Regions from separate parts of the Sus scrofa genome. Here region 2 is linked to region 1. The links are chromatin contacts, called in public Hi-C maps. All regions are on one chromosome and are shown on one strand. Each heading gives the region's core, a stretch centred on a gene start, on an enhancer-like site or on the middle of the called end of the contact. The rest is flanking DNA. Distances are from core to core; before and after follow the strand shown. Region 1 overlaps ARHGAP24 (rho GTPase-activating protein 24). Region 2 overlaps ARHGAP24 (rho GTPase-activating protein 24).

Region 1 (5,304 bases), core at 671-3,170:
TTTAAGGCCTAGTACTATTGTAGGTCTAATATTAAGCTCTAAAATTTGAATTTTATTTTATTTTATTTTATTTTATTTTATTTTATTTTGTCTTTATAAGGCCATACCTATGGCATACAAAAGTACCCAGGCTAGGGGTCTAATCAGAGCTGTTGCTGCTGGCCTATGCCAGAGCCACAGAAATGCCAGATCCAAGCCGTGTCTGCAACCTACACCACAGCTCACGGCAACACCGGATCCTTAACCCACTGAGCAAGGCCAGGGATCGAACCTGCAACCTCATGGTCAGATTCTTTCTGCTGTGCCATGATGGGAACTCCTAAAATTTGAATTTTAAAGTAAGCTTTTAAAATAACATTTAAAACTTATAAAAGTATAAAGTAGTTATTAAAATTTAATGTATTATTAAACATCGTATTTTAAATTGTAATATTTTATATACAGTTTAGAATATAAAAGGAAAGATGTAGCAATTTAAATATATAGATATGTCTAAATACAGATATTATATAAATAAATATTGGAACTGCACAGATTTTACATCTTACTTTTTTTTTCTCTTTCTTTTTTTTTAGGGCTGCACCCGCAGCATATGGAGGTTCCCAGGCTAGGGGTCCAATTGAAGCTGTAGCTGCCACAGCAATGCCAGATCCAAGCTATGTCAGCAGTCTACACCACAACTCATGGCAGCACCAGATCCTTAACCCCCTGAGCAAGGCCAGGGATCGAACTTGCATCCTCATGGATGCTAATCAGACTCATTTCCTCTGAGCCACGATGGGAACTCCACATCTTACCTTTTCTTATTAACATTATATCATAAATAACTTGCCATATCACTATGTAATTTTCACAAACAGAATTTCAAGGACAGTATAATAATTCACCGTACCATCATACTGGTTAGTCTAATTTTGCCTTTATTGTTGCTTTCAATATTTTGCATATATCAATCCTATGCTCATGAGCATCCGTGTCCATAAGTCAGCCTGCACTTCTGAAGCTATGGATCCATTTGTAAATTAATATTTCATATTTGAATGAGAAGAAATATTTTGTCTTATAGGAATAAAAAAGGATGATGAAAAAAAGAAATTTGGAATATACACTACTTGAGATTGCAAGTGCATGTGCCAGCTCTTAGGAAATCATGCATTTTCTGCTCTCCTTTAATTATGCCAACTACTGTTTTCCCAGTTCCGAGGTTCAAGTTTAAGATTGTGTATGCATGACATTGTTCCTCCAATTACATGGCGTATTCCCACAGACTCCTAGGCGAAAGTGAATTCTGCAAGAAAGGACACTCATCGACCTGAAAGAATTTGGATTTAATCAGTTTATGTCAACTGTAAAAAAACAACAGATGGTGGCATTCCTAACCATTCTTTTCTTCATTATTTCTGTTTAGAAGTTAAAAAAATAATTAAAATATAGTATTTTATATTAAACTTTCCCACTCTGAAGGGACAAAAATGAAATGCAGAATGTGTAAAATCAGATTAAAAGCCAAGTGTTATTTCATTCCTAAAGCTTTCCAGATGGTATCAGCTGTTAAAGAAGATACAGTTTGGAAGAGCTGGGAAGGTAGGGTCAAAAATGGCCCTGTGGGTGTCACCATCGTAGCATGAATTTCTCAGCAACAAAATAGCTGTGCACTCACAACAGCATTCAAGCACAAGGACAGAAGCCTGGAGAAGCTGGTGGTTGTACACCCTCTGTCCAAGAATCCCATAAAACAGCTGCTGTCTGAGGTACCCCAGCTGCCCTCGCTTACACTGAGGTCATTCTGCCCTCAGCCCTCCTCCTCCTCGCCTGTTTTGTTTATTTTTTTTAGTTGTTTTGGTGACTGATTTAAGATTAGGGTTACTAAACAAACTGCAAGACTACACAGATAAAATAGAAAAAAAAAAAAAGCCTAAAATTTAAAAGACCGAAAATCCAGACACATTTTAATTTTACCCTCTGGATAACAATACGGTTTTGAGCGTTTCTGACCTGAGTTGTAGAAAGTGAACTTGAAAGGCGGAGCCCTACAGACACAGTCAAACATTGTCAAACATTAGTTAAAAGAATGAGCCAGAGAGAGATCTTAAGATTCAGGTGCCCAGACCCCACTGGCTCTCATTGTGATTTAAAGCCTTGGAAGATACCCAGGAATCTGCATTTCAAACATATTCTCAGGTAGTTCGTATATGCAGGTGCCCTAACCACAACCTGGGAAATAGCTAGACTGTGGGAAGACCTGCTCATTTATGGGAGAGAACTGCCTCAGTTTTCTCATTTGTGAAATGGGGGGAAAAATCAACCTCATGGCACCACTGGAAACCCCGTTGGTGCTGCCTAGGCTGGGCAGGTCTTACGCTCCTCCGGAAGATAAATTACTTTCTGGAGAACACAGTTGATGGGTGAAATGTAAAATTTCCTATCTGCTAAAAAGGGTCTGAAATTTTAGAACCTGAAAAGTGTATCATTGCACCTACACTCTGATGCACATGAAAAAGCTCAAGACAAGGGGCATTGAGTCACGCGCTGCAGGTAGAGAGCATTTGTATCATAATGTGAATCTAAGATCTACAGGTTGGGTTTGATGAAAGAAAGGGAAGAAAGAAGTGGTAGCTTGAGGGCATGTGGATAGGCAAAGGGTTGGAAGAGCAAGGAACCGGCCCCTAGGAGTTTGCCTAAGGCAAGCCCTAAATGGATAGATGGCAAACAAGAGCTACCTGTTTTCAGCAACCTAAAAGATTCTCTGAAATCTACATTGAGGCCAGCCCTCCAAAGTCCTGGGCAGCTGTTTGCTATGGTACCATTACTTTTTTAGTTTTTGTTTTTGTCTTTTAGGGCCACACCCACAGCATGTGGAAGTTCCCAGGCCAGGGGTCACATTGGAGCTGCAGCTGCCAGCCTTCACCACAGCCACAGCCACACACAATCACAGCTGCCTCTGCAACCTACACCACAGCCCGCGGCAACACCAGATCCCCAACCCACTGAGCAAGGCCAGGGCTCAAACTTGTGTCCTCATGGGTACTGGTCAGCTTCGTTACTACTGAGCTACGACAGGAACTCCAATGTTACTATTTTTGATGCAGTTCTTAGAGATTACGGTGGCTTGACGAGATTAATGTAGTAGGTGTAGTTAAGCTTCCATCATTCCTGTAGGACCATGCTGACTTCAGCCGTGTTCTTATAACACCCATATTTGATTTACTGATATTTTTCTTTAAATTGATTCACTGTTTTTAAGATAAATTTTGTTATAAAAGGAACTTATTTTTTTTTCGTTGAAAACTAGTGCCGCTTGCCATAAATACAAGGTTAAGATAGCACAAACACAGTGGTCGCAAAGCATGTTATCAGGAGTTCCCGTCGTGGCTCAGTGGTTAATGAATCCAACTAGGAACCACGAGGTTGTGGGTTCGATCCCTGGCCTTGCTCAGTGGGTTAAGAATCTGGTGTTGCCGTGTGCTGTGATGTAGGTTGCAGATGCGGCTCGGATCCCGCGTTGCTGTGGCTGTGGTGTAGGCCTGGTGGCAACAGCTCCGATTCAACCCCTAACCTGGGAACCACCATATGCCGTGGGTGCCGCCCTAGAAAAGGCAAAAAAGACCAAAAAAAAAGGACAAAAAAAAAAGCATGTTATCAAATGCCATCCAAATAGTGTCTCTGGGGAGACTCTGACCCTGGGAACCTCTGTTTATCTGATGACGATGGAGATTGGCAGGTGCTAGGACTACTTAAACACGTCTCTCATCCCCAACTGGTACTTCCTATTTGATATAATCAGCAGCAGTGAAAGGCAATCGAGAATGGACTAGTGTTCCTACTGTGTGATTTTGTTCTCGTCTGGCTGGGGGCTGAGAACACAACCCTAACCACTAGACCACAGGGACCAACAGGTGTGATGTAAGTCCCCAATCCTTGTCCCTTTGGAGAAAAAACTTGGCAAAGGGACTGAGAGTAGTGAGGCAAATACAGTGTTTATTAAAGAAGATGAGCCGATACATAAAGAGAAAGCATAGACAGACTCTCGTTGGCAGGGCCAGAGCAGAAAGAGAGACAGACCGACAGAGAGAAAGCAAGACAGAAAGGGGAGCGACGTGTGCTTTGGAGATGGTTTAAACCACTTGTATGGCAGCAGTACTTCCGGGCTTCCTCTGGCCAATCACCTTGCATTGTCTGGCCTTGAGTCCTCCTTTGGCCTGACTCAGGGACCTGCCCTGTGTGCATGCATCTTTTGGCCAGGATGGAGTCTAGCACCGGGGTTTCTGGGGGGGTGACAGGAGGTGCTGCAGCCCAGTGTCCCTCCTTTCTCGGGCCCCTGAGGAGCCTTTCTGTGCATGTGCCCTTCCAGAGGGCTCCTTGACCTCAAGAATGAGAAATATGTGGTCTCTTTATCTTTTATCTAAGCAGGATGCAGCTCTTCCTTGCTCCTGCCATAATCTTTATCTTCACGTATCTGTCCACAGGGGACAGATTCCAGTTGCTTAGCCTGGGACCCATCTATCCTCTGCCTCAATTTGATGTCTGTTCTTATCCTATCCGCGCAGCACCTGATTTGGAATAGCCTACACCTCTGGAGATATCATCAGATTGCTCCTCGCAAGCACTTACAGGCCTACTTCCATGAATGCTTGGCGTCTTATCTAGTTTGAATAACGGGTATAACTTGCCAGGATTCCATGAGACCCCTTGTAAACATACCAAGGTCTGAAAAATTAGTGAGCTTGAAGGGGAAATATTTCATGAATGGAAATACTCACCCGAACGGATACTTACTCAATAGTTTATGAAGAACAGGTTGTTAGCTAGAAATCTGTCCTGTTCTATTGCGCTTCCTCTGTTGGTGACATATCTAAAGAGCCGGGACATCTGAAACCAAAGCCATGGACCTGAATTTCGCTTTCCTTTCAATTTAGCTTTGAGTAATTTTGAGCTCCCTTCTCCTGGAATCTGATGGACGGATGAATGAAAATAGCCAATTAACCAAGAAGCTTCCAGCATTTGGCCTATCTGTCAGTTGGCGTTTGTGAACTAGGACTTCCAAGGAAGCAGCATAGGAATGAGAGCTCCGGCTTTGGAGAGAGGCAGGCACCATTAACTACCCATGTTAACCATCTGAAACTAGTTACTTAACTTCTCCAGACTCCTAGTTTCCTCATATGTACAATGGCAAGAATATGTAACACTCCCTCCCCAGAATTGTTGTATTCATGCACTTAAAAGTAGAACAAAAGAGAACAAAACACCAAGAGTAAATGGTATCCTGTGACTAAATCACTTAGCACGTTTATTGTCATTGTATCA
Region 2 (5,412 bases), core at 1,163-3,662, 180 kb before region 1:
CCTCGCTCAGTGGGTTAAGGATCTGGCGTTGCTGAGAGCTTGGTGTAGGTCGCAGATGAGGCTCGAATCCTGTGTTGCTGTGTCTGTGGGGTAGGCTGGCAGCTACAGCTCTGATGAGACTCCTAGCCTAGGAACTTCTTATGTTGCGGGAGCCACCTTAAAAAAACCAAACAGCAGTTTTTAAAAAGTGTCATATCAATTTTATTTTTGAATGAAGAAGGAGTTTTTGTCTTCAGAAACTTTGTTTCAACCATGCATCAGTTGGGATATGACCAAAGACAATCCAACCCCATTTTCAGGTTTCAGCAATTGACTCAGCAGGAGACGATGAGGAGGGTAAAGACAAGAGGAAAACATGTTTTGTTAACTGAATGCTCCAAAGCGTCATGGATGGCAAACTTTTCTTTCTTATTTCCTCTGGTTTGAATTTATTGAAGTGTTAACGTGTTTAATTCAATGCCTTTGTTAAATTAAATATGAAGTTTTAACATGTTTAATTCAATGGCTTTGTTAAATGAAGCGTCATTGAAAGCTTATTTCAATGAGGAGATTATCTGATTTTAATCCCCAATAATAATACACAAAGTTTAAACTTTGAGATAACTGAAGTCAGGTTGAATTGATGTGGTTCAGGTTTGCATTATTTTAATATTCAGCAATCCTGCTAGAAGAGTATTCAGCAGTTGTGATGAAGTCATTAACCTGAATTTTGCTTTTTATACTTCTTATTAGTAAATGTCCCAGTCCTATGAAATGGCATCCTCTGATATTGGGATGGAATCTTACGTGCAGTTCTAAGAAACTTCGAATTTCCTGTTTGAACTTTTCTTTAACTATACCATCGAGCTTCCCATATGGCAACAGAAATGACGTTTTCTTTCTGCTATTTGAGTAATCTGCTTTCAAACAGGAAAAGCGGGGAGTTGGACCAAAATGCCTGTGACACTTACCTTTGGAGCAAGATTTGACGCCAATTAAATCATTGCCATATGATGTTGTGTGGACTCTAATTGCTATCATAGTGGGAGGCAGGAAGAACAGAAGGCCCTGGAGCCAAGAAGCACAGAACTTGGAAGCGTTCAAGATCCATCACTTTAGTGATTCTTACAAATTGTCCTCAGAAGAGATCTGACTTGCCCCAAGTAGTTCACAAATTAAAAACAGTCCGATTGCATCCTGTGTACATTTTGGGCTCTCCAGTTTTGACAGATGCATATTTGCTGTGTTCCGATTGCTTTCTAAAATATGCTCCTCAGCCCCCTGCCTCTATCTGTTTGCAGTCAGGGATCAGTGTTACTAAGAGCTTATCAATGATTTAAAGCAAAAGCATGGAAAACAACAGTAATGAGATCTCTGTAGGCCTTGCACTGTCAACAGGAAAAATGAAGACATGGTAATGAGGAGAACATTCGTCTGATTACTTCTGGACGGATATGGTCCCCTGCTTTCCTGGTGGCAGAGAAGGTGCAATGACCTCTCCCAAGAGTGGTTCAGATCACAACAGCTTGGAGATAGCGGGAGTTCTTCCCGATCTGATTCCCTCTTGTTATTCCACACTTTATCACAGTTAAAGAAATGTGCATCCAGGAGTTCCCGTCGTGGCGCAGTGGTTAACGAATCCGACTAGGAACCATGAGGTTGCGGGTTCGATCCCTGCCCTTGCTCAGTGGGTTAACGATCCGGCGTTGCCGTGAGCTGTGGTGTAGGTTGCAGACGCGGCTCAGATTCCGCGTTGCTGTGGCTCTGGCTTAGGCTGGCAGCTACAGCTCCGATTCGACCCCTAGCCTGGGAACCTCCGTATGCCATGGAAGCGGCCCAAAGAAATAGCAAAAAGACAAAAAAAAAAAAAAAAAAAAAAAAGAAATGTGCATCCAGATCTTATCAGTGCAGCCAAGATAGTTCGAGGGCCTTTCCTCCAAGCCTGGGGATGGTCTCACTGTGTGCTCACACGTCCGAGTAGCTGAGAACGCGCCCCTTTTCCCACCTCTTTGCTCCCAGAACTTCTCAGCGGTCTCCCACATCCCACCCTAAGAGAGCGCCCCTGGGCACGCTTGGATCTGTATTGGCCTCTTGTTTCTATAAGTGAATTCTGTTGGTTCCTCTAAACTGGAAGTTGGAATCAAAAAAAGGTGGGCTGTAGAACTGAGAGCAAGGAATTAAAGGGAAACCAATGGAAGTTATATCTGGAAACCTGAGTAGACGGAAGAGGATTATTTTTCAAGGAAGAGAAAAGAAAGCCCTGATGCCTGGGTCAAACGAAAAATGAATGCAGTATGGGAAAAGCGCGAAGTCACCAGGCCTGTGGTACATGTGACGCAGTGACGTTGAGGGTGTCAGGAGCAGAGAACGCCCCAACGAGCCGGCGGCAGAGAGGACCTCTCTTCACCTCGGCATCACAGGGGATTTAACCTTCTGGATGCTGACTCCTCCTTTCTTGGGGAGAGCAGAGCTCTCAGTGAACCAACCAGTGGACTGAAGGTGTCTGCAGAGAGGAAAGACTGAATCCATAGTAACGGCTGTATTATGATCAACACTGCTATTTTGCTTCTGCTCCAAAGTTCCTGTTTATGTCTCACAGCCTTTATATTGTCTTTGTGAGAACGGCGCCAGTTGGCCAGTGGCCATGGTGAAATTTTCGTTGCTAGTGAGTATAAATACTCCCATCAGTGGATGCATCTTTCAGGATTCTGCTTAAACTCAGCTTTCCAGTTGAAATGCATATGGTTATGGGTGAAGAGAGAACAGCATTCAAGAAAAAAAAAGTGATGTGCTCAAAGGAGCGAAGCTGCATTACAGAACTGTGGGATTGTTGGTATCATTAAGAAATTTGATTCCATTTTTATATAAAAACTATAGCATGCAATTACACGTGAGCATAATATTTGACTCTGAACACTTGGCTCATGTCTGGAAAATCACAGGGGACATTTTCTGAGAATGAGGAGGGAAGGCCGTTGTTGAAAGATGGATGCAAGAGACAAAACACGACCTGCTGCCAGCCTCCTCCTTTTCCGACCTTCTCTGTACCAGCCTAATTAACATAAATTAACACATAGTATTATTAATGAAAGTCGTTTCTTTAAAGGTGACAATGCTACTTTGCTTATTTTCTCTACCTTATTCCTTCAAACACATCCGTGAGATAGATTATTATCTCTGGAGTTCCCATCGTGGTACAATGGAAACGAATCTGACTAGGAACCATGAGGTTGCAGGTTTGATCCTTGGCCTCGCTCAGTGGGTTAAGGATCTGGCGTTGCTGCAAGCTGGGGTGTAGGTCGCAGATGCAGCTCGGATCTGGCGTTGCTGTGGCTCTGGCGTAGGTCTCCGTTTAGACCCCTAGCCTGGGAACCTCCAGATGCCATGGGTGCATCCCTAAAAAGACAGAAGAAAAAAAAAAAGATAATTATCTCTGTTTTACAAATTAAGAAAGTGAGGAGAACTCAAAAGTTAAGAGTAAACTACCTAATGTCATGTAGCCCATGAGGGAATGAGCTGGGATTGGTCCAGGTGTGTCTGGCCCATGTTTTAGCACTTAGGGTCTGCAGCCTTCTTTTACAGCCAGAAGCTCCTCCAGCAGCAGGCCCACCAAAAGAGAGGGAAGCAATTTCCTGTTACACTTGTGCAAAGAATTCCCGTGTGCCTAAAATAAAGAGATTCGCTCTATTCCGAATTGGCCTAATGCGGGCCACAGTGGAGATCAGTGAGTCAGAAATGCTTCTTCTTTTTTTTTTTAAAGAAAGGAAAACCAAGATGACATGGCATCAAAACTTGGAGTATCTATGGCTTTTTTTTTTTGTTTTCAGTACATGTTTAAAACTTCCTGACATAGTAGCTTGTCTTTTAAACAGCTGATTTTCCTATTTATATGTAAAATAAAATATTTTTAAAGTATCACTTTTGCCTTTTGCAAACATTATATTAGTATTTTGAGTGTGTGTATATACATATCCACTGCCACATTCTGGTAGTTTATAGTTGCCGGAAGTCGGTATTCCAAGTGGAATGATTGGGTGTCGGTATTTTGTTCGGAAAAAACACGCACTATAGCACTGGCTCATGATAAATCACTGACATTCTGCTGTGGTGGCCATACCATTATTTTCTCATAGTAAGAAAACCCCTGAGTGCAGCAAACCAGAGTTGTAGCCCACGCAATATTATTTGCAAGAACGATGAACTAAGGTGCCTAGGGCACTTGCATAAACAGCTGTTTCTTGTATTTTCCAGGTGATAAAACCTATTAGTTTGACAATTTACAGAAAAGCCATTAGATTCATCTCAGTGCCACTGGAATAACGGATGCCCCTTCAGCAGGGCACACATACCAATGGCAAGAGGTGGAGGACGGTGGAGCCCAGGAAGGGGCCCAGATGAGAGTCGGTTTCTAACCACCTACCAGCCAGCCAGGAAGGCAAGGACCCGGGAGCCTCCAAGTGTCAGAGGGAGGAGTTCAGGATTACTTAGTCATTTATTCTTGGCTTATTTGTCTGTTCACTGATTTCTTTATTCTAAAGGAAGAGAGTGTGTTAAAAACTTCTCTTTTGCCCTCGTGAATTATCACGACGGATGGGGTGATAGCCTTTAAGTTTTCAGAAGTCTATGATGCACTGAATAAAGTACCATCTAAGCGACCACAAACTTACGCTTTCGTCCCAAACTTGAGGGTCTTTTGCATGAAAAGCCTTTTCACAAAATTCCGAATCAGAAATAAACAGGATTGATATTTACATTAACATTGCATGGAAACCTCAGGAGACGGCATATTCCGTATTTTCCCTATCAGAGCAACATTTTTCAAATGTTCATTTTCTCTCCCTCCTAATAAATTGTAAGGTGTGTGAGGCAATAGATTTGCAGGGGTTTGGGGGGTTTTTAAGTGTAGAATTCAGCATTGCGTGTCATGCTGAATGCCTGAATGCCAAGAAGTTGACAACACTGAGGATTTCTTGAAAAATTGAGTTGTTTTTGTTTTTTTTTTCTCCTGCCAAGAAGCTCTAAGCCAAATTTTCTTTTCTCCAGCTTTCCTTTAGTGGAAAGGAAAAAAAAAAAAAAAAAAGATAATTATCTCTGTTTTACAAATTAGGAAAGTGTGGAGAACCAAAAGTTAAGAGTAAACTGCTTAATGTCATGTAGCCCATGAGGGGATGAGCTGGGATTGGTCCAGGTCTGTCTGGACTGTATTTTAGAGTATGAGCATAGACAGATATACTGAAGAAATCCACTTTTGTCTTGACTACCACGTGAGGGCTTGTACGAGGCAACATTTGACGATGGTACTCCCCAGCAGTAATCATTGCATTAAAAGGGAGGCGCGTCTATGCAGGGACATATAAACAATCAATGAAATGCATTCCCAAGAGAAGGATAATGTGAGGGAGCCCCTGCCATTTGATGAGTGACCTTTTCATT

What was found. A called contact is a pair of places that touch in the nucleus more often than the background predicts.
Region 2: a Hi-C map of fetal skeletal muscle shows a contact between it and region 1, with 3 times the contacts expected there. The contact joins two enhancer-like sites. A contact is called at or near these places in 1 of 5 promoter capture datasets (liver), 17 of 47 Hi-C or Micro-C datasets (alveolar macrophages, brain, embryonic fibroblasts and 10 more) and 1 of 2 datasets of contacts at active chromatin or transcription factors (skeletal muscle).

The regions. Positions count from the first base shown.
Region 1 is chr8:132,800,432-132,805,735 of Sscrofa11.1, reverse strand. All of the region lies in intron 5 of ARHGAP24 (rho GTPase-activating protein 24), which reads left to right. Among named protein-coding and RNA genes, the nearest start is that of MAPK10, 360 kb to the right of the region's middle. Within about 2 kb of position 1,920, at least 2 of the 83 cell types and tissues checked have an H3K27ac peak or open chromatin away from gene starts, as enhancers often do. A contact at or near this core is called in fetal skeletal muscle, where this site is marked.
Region 2 is chr8:132,978,796-132,984,207 of Sscrofa11.1, reverse strand. The region is part of intron 3 of ARHGAP24 (rho GTPase-activating protein 24); the gene reads left to right. Among named protein-coding and RNA genes, the nearest start is that of ARHGAP24, 520 kb to the left of the region's middle. Within about 2 kb of position 2,412, at least 11 of the 83 cell types and tissues checked have an H3K27ac peak or open chromatin away from gene starts, as enhancers often do. A contact at or near this core is called in fetal skeletal muscle, where this site is marked.